2 separate regions of the Pelodiscus sinensis genome follow, and region 2 is linked to region 1. A link is a contact called in public Hi-C data. All regions are on one chromosome and are shown on one strand. Each heading gives the region's core, a stretch centred on a gene start, on an enhancer-like site or on the middle of the called end of the contact. The rest is flanking DNA. Distances are from core to core; before and after follow the strand shown.

Region 1 (5,182 bases), core at 732-3,231:
TTAATAAAAAGTCTACTCCTTCTCCCCCCCCCCCATTCTGCATGTCCCAACATCGTTGCCCACACATGCCACACCAAGCACCTGCATGCACCCCCTCCTCTGTCCAGGTGACCTACTGACCATCATCTCTAGCTTGCATAGACATGGTGTCCTAACCACTGGCTCCATGCTGACACCTGGCCTCCGCCATTACCACCCATTTCCCTTCCCCCAGACAGTCACCGCTGTCCTACAAACAGCTTTAGCGGGTTCTAGCAGTCACAGGCAGCCAAGACCGACCTAACAGTGACTGAAGCCAAATACTCACCCAGCAGCTCCTGGCTCCTGTGCAGAAACCTCCAGCCTCCTCCAGGGCAGTGAGAAGTACAAGCCCCCGCGACTAATCTCCCACCCAGGAGCAATTTAACCATCCCTTTGCTGCTGCAGTTCAGCCACAAGGAGGCTGCCATCTTGCTCTCCTCCCACTCAAGGCTAGGGCTGTCCGACTCACTGCCTGACAGAAAAAATCCTCCCCCTAAATATCGCACCAAACATTAGCAACCCCTTGAAGCCAGGGCTAACGTGTGGTCATCTGTGTGCGCACCTGCTCCTCCTTCCTTGCATGCAGACTAGCCATATCCCTGCACAAGCAAAATCCACACACTTCTATTCAAAATGCCTTATGACAAACTAGTTAAGGTTGCTGAAGGGTAAGGATCAGCTTCATCTGTGTCAAGCATCTGCCTAGGGTAAAGATTCAGGTGGTGGTTAGGTCCCCACTAATAGCCTTCTTATTTCACTGTTGCCAAATCTGAGCATTCAAAAATCATGAATCAGCCCAAAATAATGAAATTGGCTTAAAATGAATGATTACAAAAATAAAATTGGGGCTTGTTTACTATGAGGTTTTTGAACTATAAGAGTTCACTTGAATCACTTTTTTCAAGCTGTCCTCCACAGTGACCAAATTTTATTTTTGACTCCTAACTCAAGAAACTGGAAATTTAAAGAAAGGACCAAAGAAAAAAACATGATACAGTCAGGAGTGTTGGCAACACCTCTGTATACTTTTAATAGCACATGGAGGCTAGGCCCCACTGCGCTAAGCAAGGTCTGAACAAGGTCAAACTCCTGTCTAGGGATGTGAAGGACTAGCAGACTATCTGATAAGCAAATGCTTATCTGGTAGTCGACTAGTTGCTCCCTACCACACACACACCTTTCTGCCTCTGTCAAAAAGAGGCAGCAAGGATGGAGGGGAAGAAGAGGGGGTACTTCAAAGCAGCAGCTCCCTGTGGAGCCTGGGACCAGACCCCGCTCTCCACAAGGTGCTGCCACTTTGAAACACCATGTGCACAGAGCATTTCAAAGCAGCACCCGACCTGTGGAGTCCAGATTCATCTGCGGATTCCCTTGCTGACCCAGGCTCTTCACTGTGTTTCATAGGGGCAGAACTAGTGGAGCCTGGGATCAGTGGAGGTGTCCCCAGCTGACCCTGGGCTCCATGCTGAGCTTTCACCTTTTGCTACACTTAGAAGGTGAAGGCCTCCTACGAACTAATTGAATAGTCCATGCAAAATGCATCCACTATTGAATTAGTCAATCACTAGACATTTAACATCCCTACTCCTGCTCCAAAAAGCGCAACAGCAGGCGTGTGTCAACCAGGATCTGCATGTCCCAAGCGTGATGCACAATAGTAAAAGGCTCCCACCTCCTCCTTCCTTTGCGTGCAGGAGCCACCTGTCTCCCACCTCACCCCGCTGGCCCCCTAACTCGGCCCCCGCTGGGTCAAGCCCAGGCAGAAGCTCAGGTAACGCCTCTTTCCTCCCCCCGGAGAAGGAAGCATCTCGCCTCCCGCTGTGCGCTGGGGCCGCCTCAGCCACGCGGGCTCTGGGCTGGGCCCGGCCTCAGCGGCCAGCCGGGTGGGGAGTGCGGCAGGTTTTACAGCAGGTCAACCCTCCGCCGCGGGGCTGCCCCTCAGCCTGAGCGGGGCTCCTGGGAGCCGAGTCCCTGCCTGCGCCGGGAGCAAAGAAGGACCCCGGGGGCCTCCCCCGCACTGGCTCCGCTCCCTGTGTCCCGCCTGCGCTATGGCTGCGGCCGGGGGCGGCGTCTGCTGCCAGCGCGGAGACGGGTGCGTGGCCCGGGATGCGGCGCAGGTAGACAGGGGCTGGCCTGCTGCACGGGGCGGGGGTCAGCGCTCTGCAGGGCCCCGCTGGGAGGTGAACGGTTTTATCCGTCAGTGCCCTGCAGGCTGCGGGGTGCACAGCCGCTGCTCCAGGGCTGGGGAGGGGGAGGAGAAGAGCAGTGACTCGAGCCGCTGGGAAAGGGTAGCTGGGCGCGGCGCGCTCCCGGCACGGGAGTGAAAGTTCCCAGCTCTTCTGCAACGCTTATTACCTGAGGGATTCCGATCCTCTGATTTCCAGTCCCGCAGGCAGAGGCTGCTCCGGCCCGCAGCGAAGCTAGACATACGCCTTATACTGCAGAGCCTGGTGTAATTGCTAGGATTTCTAACGGTTATACAGTTACATTTTTAATCAACTTTATACATCCCAATTCTGGGCCAACTTCTGTAGCTGCCGGAGATAAGCTTTTAAGATGAATCAGAGTTCTTCTTCAGAGTGTCTGTCACAAGCCAGTAAGTTTCCTGTCTACATTCAAAAGCTCATCTTTCTCATCAACATAAGTTGGGGCAACAGAGATTGCCTCACTCACCTTGTCGCCTTAATATCTTGGGACCAACAGGGCTACAAGCCTGTATATCCCATTGCCATTGGTTTAGCAGTAGTTCTGCAAATTTTAAATGAATAATTTCAGAAAATGTCAGTTATTATCTGGTAGCTTGTTTTAAAGTGTACTGTGATGAACTAAAAATAATCTCTTCTTAGAGCTCATGGAAATTTGTGCCATTTTTTCCTTGCAGCTAATATTATAAAAACTAGAGTAAAATCATAATTTAATGGAAGGCATCGAAGGGAGTTGGATTGTTTTCATAAACCAAGCCAGGAAAAGTAACAAGCCAGATCTCATCCGCTGTAAATCAAATAAGTCGATTGGCTTCAGTTTAGTTGTGTTGATACATATCAACTGAGGATTTGGTCCAATGTATGTTTGCTACTAATTTGTGATTCTTCATTTTTCACACTCCAGTAGATGACAATCTCAGTATAAAATGCATGTTAAAACTAGGCCCGCCCCTGTCTACCTGCACTGCATCCCAGGCCACGCACCCACCTGCGCGCTAGCAGCACAGTATAAAATGCATGTGAAAGCTAAACTGGTTAACTGACTAACTAGTAAGCATCACCCTACACAAGTGATGCTTACCAATTCCAGTTAACCAGTAGGGGCTGGAGCAGGTAGACCCGGCCCCCCTGGCCCAGGTTATACACCGGCTCTCTGGCAGCACTTTCTGGCTCCACTTTTGGGGAAACGGCTTTGCTGTGGCAGCAAAGCCTTTTCCCCAGTAACAGGACCAGAAACTTTTGCTGATTCCATTCCTGGGTAGGAGGCTTCACTGTGGGCTCTGAAGTATAAAGCTTATTTAAGCTTTATTCTGCAGAGTCCGCAGTGTGTAAGCACTAGGATTTTTAGCAGTTACATGGTTACCTTTTTAAACAAAGTTTTACATCCCCAGTTAAAACTGTATATTAACTCTTACCAATGACAATTTAGATTTTTAAATACTAGTTTAATTTTAATTGTCTAACTTATTTTTCACCAATGTAAATTAGGGACCATTAGTGTGTAGTTGTTTACACGATTAACCAATAAGCCTGGGCTCATCAGTTAACCTTGACAACTACATGCACCTCCCTCCCTTGCTGCCTCTGTACAAGGAGCTAGTGCCCGTGGGGAGCCAACTTTTAAGCTGGCTTCTACAGAGCTGCCTGCCCTCCCACCCAAACATACATCTATCATGTTATATGATGGTGATGCTCCTCCTCAAACAGCTGCATTTTCATGTTGTATGTAAAATACATTAATATTGTAAATTCTAATAAGAGAACATTTCAACAACTTCCCTAGTATTGGATACATAATAGTATTCATTTTCTGAGTGCTGTTATATAGTGTACTACTTAGATTTTGTTTGTTTTATACAGTGTTCAAATGGTTCTCTATTTAGTATTTCTGATATTTGAACTGTAAAGCAAAGCTGAGCTGCAAAAGCCTCGGTTAAACCATAAATGGGTCTGTAGTACGGTACTCATCCTCAGGAACTATATACAGTAAACTTCTGATAATCCGGCACCTTTAGGACCCAGGGGGTACCGGATTATCAGATATGCCAGACTATCAGAAATGCCAGACTATCAGAAGGAGGGGCTATGAGGGGTCTGGAGTGGGGTGGGAGGGGATGCAGCAGCTGAATCGGGGATGCCTGCAATAGAGCAGCTGGGGTGCTGCCGGGTTGGTCCCGCAGCGCCGAGGGGCGGCGCTACGGCACCAACCCAGCAGCACTCCAGCTGCTCTTGGGGACACCTGGGACAGAGCAGCTGGGGTACTGCCTGGTTGGTCCCGTAGCGCTGCCCCTTGGGGCTGCGGGACCAACCCGGCAGCACCCCAGCTGCTTTTGGGGACACCTGACGCAGAGCAGCTGGAGTGCTGCCGGGTTGGTCCATCAGCGCCTAGGGGCGGCACTGAGGGACCAACCCGGCAGTACCCCAGCTGCTTCGCCCCAGGCGTTGGGATTTAGCCGCTCCTGAAACTGACCAGCAGCGTCAGTTTCACCAGCAGGCTGAATCCGGACGCCTGGGGCAGAGCAGCTGGGGTGCTGCGGGGTTGGTCTCATAGCGCCGCCCCTCGGCGATGAGGGACCAACCCGGCAGGACCCCAGCTGCTCTGCCCCAGGGGTCCCCGATTCAGCCGCTGCTGAAACAGATCAGCGGCTGATTCCAGGAAGCCCCGGGCAGAGCTGCTCTGCCCTGGGCTTCCTGGAATCAGCCGCTGATCTGTTTCAGCAGCGGCTGAATCGGGGACCCCTGGGGCAGAGCAGGTGTGGTCCTGCTGGGTTGGTCCCGCAGCGCCTTCCTTTGGCGCTGCGGGACCAACCCGGCAGCACTCCAGGTGCTCTGCCCCAGGCGTCCCCAAGAGCAGCTGGGGTGCTGCCGGGTTGGTCCCGCAGCCCCGAGGGGCAGCGCTACAAGACCAACCCGGCAGCACCCCAGCTGCTCTGCTCCCGGCTTCCCCAATTCAGCTG
Region 2 (5,182 bases), core at 1,632-4,131, 440 kb before region 1:
GGACTTTCTTTGCAGCTGTTGTTCACAGGTGCTGCTGCAATGCCTCTCCTGTTTCCAGTGTCCCTCCTGGTGATGCCCAGGCAACATGGAGGAGAAGGAGTAGGACACCTGTCTGACATGGAGAATGGTCAGGTGGACAGGAGTCAGAGGTTGGTGGAGTTGGATGGGAGCAGAGAGGAGCTAGGTTGGGGTGGTGGATGGGAACAAACCAGGAGGGGAACAAGAGCTTGCAGGGAATTGATAAGATTAGACTGGAGCAGAAGACATTGGGTGAGGGTAGATATAAGAGAAGAGGAAGGAGGAGACAAGACAAGATTTGGAGCATGATGGGGGTAAATAGAAGCAGGGGTAAGGGGTGCAGGAGCTGAGGGTGATGTGTAGGTAGGAGCATGGGGAAGGAAGCAGTGAGTCGATAGAGGGACAGGGGACTGGAGCTAGGAAGACAGGGGTAGAATATGATCAGAAGAGATGAATAGAAAGAGAAGGGAAGCTGGAAGGGAGGCAGACAGGAGAAAAGAGGGGACATGTCTACAACAACTATAGCACACTTCTCTCTGGAACCCAGAATTGAGTCTTGAATCTTTGCAATCCTCTGCTGATGGCAAATATTGGCAAAACATATGCAATGTGTGGCCTCATCTCCACTTACCAGGAATTGACACATCAAAGATCCATTTCACTGGGGGTCAATTTAGTGGATGTAGTAAGGACCCAGTAAATCAACCACTGATCATGTTCCCATCAACTCCCGGTACTTCACTGGGTCAAGAGGAGTAAGGGAAGTCAGTGGGAGAGTTTATCCCATTAACTTATCCCCCTCTAGTGCCTTGTTCACACAAAGTAAAATAACCTACCATTGCTACCATGTAAAGTTACCAGTTATGTTGTATTATGGTAACAAATAACATCACCATTCAATGGCCTGATGTATCGGTGTGCAGCTTAATTTCTTCCTCCTGGAGAACTATTTAAATATGATTTGCTCAATTCTGTTCACTTCCTCTGAAGTGGCTGGCACCTTCCACTTTTGCAAAAGAGGATACTGGTCTAGATGGACCAGACTGCTGGTCTGCTCCACTATGGCCCAGCTTATGTTTTTATGACTACTTATGCTTGGAGGTTTGCTTACTTTTAAAATTCCAGCTCCAGGGCAGATCTTGAGGCTGGAGAGTCACTAGCAGAATTCATGGCTGTGGTGCTGTAATGTATGTTCCTGCTGTTTCTAAAGCACCATTTAATTATTTCTTAGTGCTCCAACCCATGAACTAGGTTCCAGAATAGATCAGGGAGCATCTCCATATTTAATTTTTATTGTAACTAAACAAAACTAACAGCCACAGGACAATTCACCTTTCTGCTAGCTTCATCACAGTCTCTTTCCAGAAGTATTGATTTACCCACATCTCCAACAGAGGTCAGCAGAGCCCTACTGGAGAGACTTATTCCCTCTATTCATACTTTTATTGCACAGATTCCGTTCATATGCACCAGAAAGCACCACATCCAAAGGCCATCACCAAGGCCTTTGTCAGGTTAGATAGACATCTGTCAGGGATGGTGTAGACGGAGCTTGGTCCTGCCTTAAGGGCGGGGGGGGGGGGGGGGCTGGACTCGATGACCTCTTGAGGTCCCTTCCAGTCCTATGATTCTATGATTCTAAGGGACACAGTCGCCTCTTATTATTGGTTTCTGAGGGGGAAAAGTTGTTCTTGCTGAGCTTTTTTTTTGGTGAGTTTCTCGCACTTGTTATGCTGCAGGCAGATGTGATCTCTGTTTATCTATTGACCTGACCTATTCCGTTGTTGACACGGTTTTGCGCTACTTTCCCCTTATTTCAGTTCCGATCGGCAGCTCGTAAGGCAAATCCTGAATGAAAGAAAGAAACGTAGATTCTGCTATTGTTACTCAAGCGAATAGTTCGCTTAACTTTTACAGGTGGATTCCCACGAATAAGGCGGGCATTCGGAGGGGGTGGGCGGGGGAGCTGAATAAGGAACAAAAGGCAAGGGCCCCATTCCAGATGCTTCACCCCACTATTATAGACTTGAAAGAGCGGTGGAAGAAACTAACATGCTATTATTGGGGCCCTAGAGAGATCCACCTTTAGATCTCCCGTAGGAGGATTTCCCCCTGTCCGTCTTATGATGTATACTCTGTAAGGATCTTCATGAATAAAAATACAAATTAATATTCAATGTCAGGTCATTTATTCTGGAATCAAAGGAAAACATGCAAGAAAAGGCTTCTCTGGCATTTACGCTAACTGCTTGCTTGCTTACTGTTTCTCTGCTGTGTGCTTTCTCTCTCTCTCCCTGGTGAATATCTGTACAGTAGTGTGACCCCTCCCTTCCCCCACCCCAATCGGATTGTTAATCAGGTTTAAGGGACATGAACGTGACAGTAGTTTATCTACGGGGGGAGATTTAACTCTTTGCCTTCAGCCCTCTCCGTCCCTTTTCTCCAGTGGGATCTCCCCGGCGTTTCCTCCTGAGGTCGGTGGGATTTACCTGCTGCAGAAAGGGGGCTGACCCTCGCCCTGTTTGCCAAAAGGCCAGCAGCCTTTACACTCGTTAGCCAGTGATGCTGCAAGAGCTGCCAAATTTGAATAAAGGTGCTAATTATCTTACCCATTACAAAGATAGCTTCCCCGATTATCACCTTTAATATCATTAGCTCACAGACATTTACCTTCCCCCTTCCTCCTCCTCCATCCCTCTTCTGTTCTGCAATGTGATTTGTCCTTTTCATATGTGTTCATTTTTTTTAATGGTATCCTTTGGTATATATGGTCGTGACTATTTTCTTCCACTATTTGATCTGAGGAAGTGGGTCTGGCCCACGAAAGCTCATCATCTAACAAACCATCTTGTTAGTCTTTAAAGTGCTACACAGTCCTGTTTTTTGTTTCAGCTGCTGCGGGAGGGTCCCCAGCAGCAACCCCTCCGGCTCCTCAGCGGAACAGTCCGATCAACCCCCGCCCCCGGGACAAAGGCGCGGAAACAAAGAGGCGACGCGAAGGATGCGCCCGGGAAGGGGGCGAGCGAGAGGCAGCGCCGCGCGGCGCGAACAAAGCCAAGGGGGCAGGAGCGGCTCTGTCTGTGGCTGCGGGGCGCGCCTCGCCTCCCCGCTGTAGACTGGAAATCGCTGTAGATTGTGAAAGGGGGAGGGGGAAAGGCAGATGGAAACGGAGCAAGGCTGAATCTCAGCGCGAACCCAGCAGCACCACGCGCTGCCCTGCCCCTGGAGCCAGGCATTCCCGCGGCGGGCTTGTCCTTTACCCAGGAGGCTGGGGGATTTAGAGGGGGAACAGCAGCCCGTGATGTCAGCCCTTGCCTAAAATAGCGAAGGATAGACTGCAAATCCACAGCTCGAAGGCTAAAACCTTCCAAGCCAGCCTCCGCCAGCACCCTGCCAATGTGAAGTCACCCACCACCTCTTCCCCATGCGCGCCCCCCTCCCGCCCCCCGCCACTCCAGGAGGGGAAGGCAAAGGATCAAAGCCCAGGTGGTGGCCACAGCCTAACCCTGCCGGTCCGCGGCTCCGTTTCCACTAGGGGTGGCAGAGCGTTCCCCTCCAAGAGAGGCAACCCCCCCCCCCCCCCGCCCCCGTCACAGGCCGTGGGGAAGAGCAGTTCAGCCGGAGGTGGTGGGGGAATCCGAAGAGCAGAGCTTCTAGATCCGTGCCTTGCGGAGCCTGGAGGATTACCCGAGGAATTGTTCTGCTGCTGCCGAGGCACTAAAGGGGGGAACCCCATAAGAGAGCGCTTCCTTTGCACCCCGCCGGACCCTTGGATTCTGGAGAAGACAGGGGCGCTGCGAGGACCATGGCATCGCCAGAAGGGTGAGGGGGGCCTGCCAGGTGGGAAGGGTGGGCTGAGAAAGGGAGTCTGGGGGGGGGCGCGTGTTTGGGGGGGCTGCTTCATTTCATCGGTTTCGTTGTAACCCTCACGCCTTTCCCCCGAAATCAAACCACCAGGGCGATCAGCCAGGGGTAGCAAAGGGAGATGCAGGGATTTCAGACAGGGAAGGGTTCGTTTGCCTCCCCTCCGCACAGGCGAATCTGATCAACCCACCTGTCTCTGCGCTGGAGAAGGGCCCAGAGGAACAATGGTTAAAATGGACCAGAAATCCCTTTCCGTGCCTAGGCACAGCCTGGAGCTGCGGCTCGGAGCAGAGGCACTAACCCGAACACATGTTGTGTTGCAAAACTCCTTCAGGGCTGGGCCAGTGACAGTGAAGCGGGTTAGAGAGGACCCCCAGGGCCGGAGTTTGCTGAGCGTTACCCAAGAGGCGTTCTTACGGCCCAACCCACACACTGGGGTCCTGATACCCCTGCTCAAGACAATCCCGATCCAGCTCTTGTGCAATGTTTGCGGCGAGCCTCGGCCGCTTCTTGGCTCCCCTGGGTGGGTTGGGTGGCTCATTTGTGTGCGGGTTGTACAAGGCGAGGGCCGCCTGCAGAAGGGCTCTCTGATCGCTGGCTGCCCTCCTGTGATATTGCCTAGCATTAACATGCGCCTGGCGTGAGCCTCCCTCTTTATCCCCGGACCTTGTCAGGTTAGATCAGCCTGAGCTGCTCGAGACAGGACTCTCTGAGGACAGAGCGCTGTTTATATATTGGGGTTGTGGCTCCTGGGAGGAAAGCCTTGATGAGCTGATTTGAGTAACCGGGAGCAACGGGGCACACCGCAGGCACCTCCATGTCACGCTGCCTGTGCCATCTCCCCGGCCCCTGGGCGTTAGGCCAGCTGAGTTGGGCAAGTTGTGCTGAAATGTACCAGCGCTGCTTTTCCCTGGGCATTCTAATAGCTCTACGAAAAATTAATACCTTGTGTCTTCACAGCAGAACTCTGGCACAGCAGAGCACCAGAAACTTTCTTCTCTACCAGTAATAGTTTAGCCTTGGATACCATGCTCTCTCTGGAGGGAATTTACAGATCATAAATATACACAGGCATCACTGTTTTAGTAAACTGCAGGGCACTTTAGCATTCCCCCTTAACAATGAAATTACTTAACTGGATATTATAACAGAGAACCAGAGCAGCAGGGGATCAGATTCAAACCAGGAAACCAGAGTGTGTCCAAGTGACTGTAGTTGTCTATATTTTACTGTTATGTTTTCATGACTCAGCTGGACTCTCTTCTGTACACCATGCAGCCAATGTGGTTTTTGTTTTAAA

Evidence for each region. A called contact is a pair of places that touch in the nucleus more often than the background predicts.
Region 2: a contact with region 1 is called in a Hi-C map of an unstated tissue, with 4 times the contacts expected there. The contact joins the promoter of SLC1A2 here to the promoter of APIP in region 1. A contact is called at or near these places in 2 of 5 Hi-C or Micro-C datasets (liver and an unstated tissue).

What each region holds. Positions count from the first base shown.
Region 1 is chr4:75,413,078-75,418,259 of ASM4963464v1, reverse strand. It overlaps APIP (APAF1 interacting protein), which reads left to right and starts at 1,981. Exons shown (of 7, transcript XM_014574233.3): 1 at 1,981-2,138. The coding sequence starts at 2,070. It overlaps PDHX (pyruvate dehydrogenase complex component X), which reads right to left and starts at 1,922. Exons shown (of 10, transcript XM_075927469.1): 1 at 308-1,922. The coding sequence starts at 449.
Region 2 is chr4:75,852,049-75,857,230 of ASM4963464v1, reverse strand. It overlaps SLC1A2 (solute carrier family 1 member 2), which reads left to right and starts at 2,881. Exons shown (of 11, transcript XM_075927483.1): 1 at 2,881-3,840. The coding sequence starts at 3,824. It overlaps LOC142829160 (a long non-coding RNA gene), which reads right to left and starts at 4,321. Exons shown (of 4, transcript XR_012903514.1): 1 at 4,073-4,321.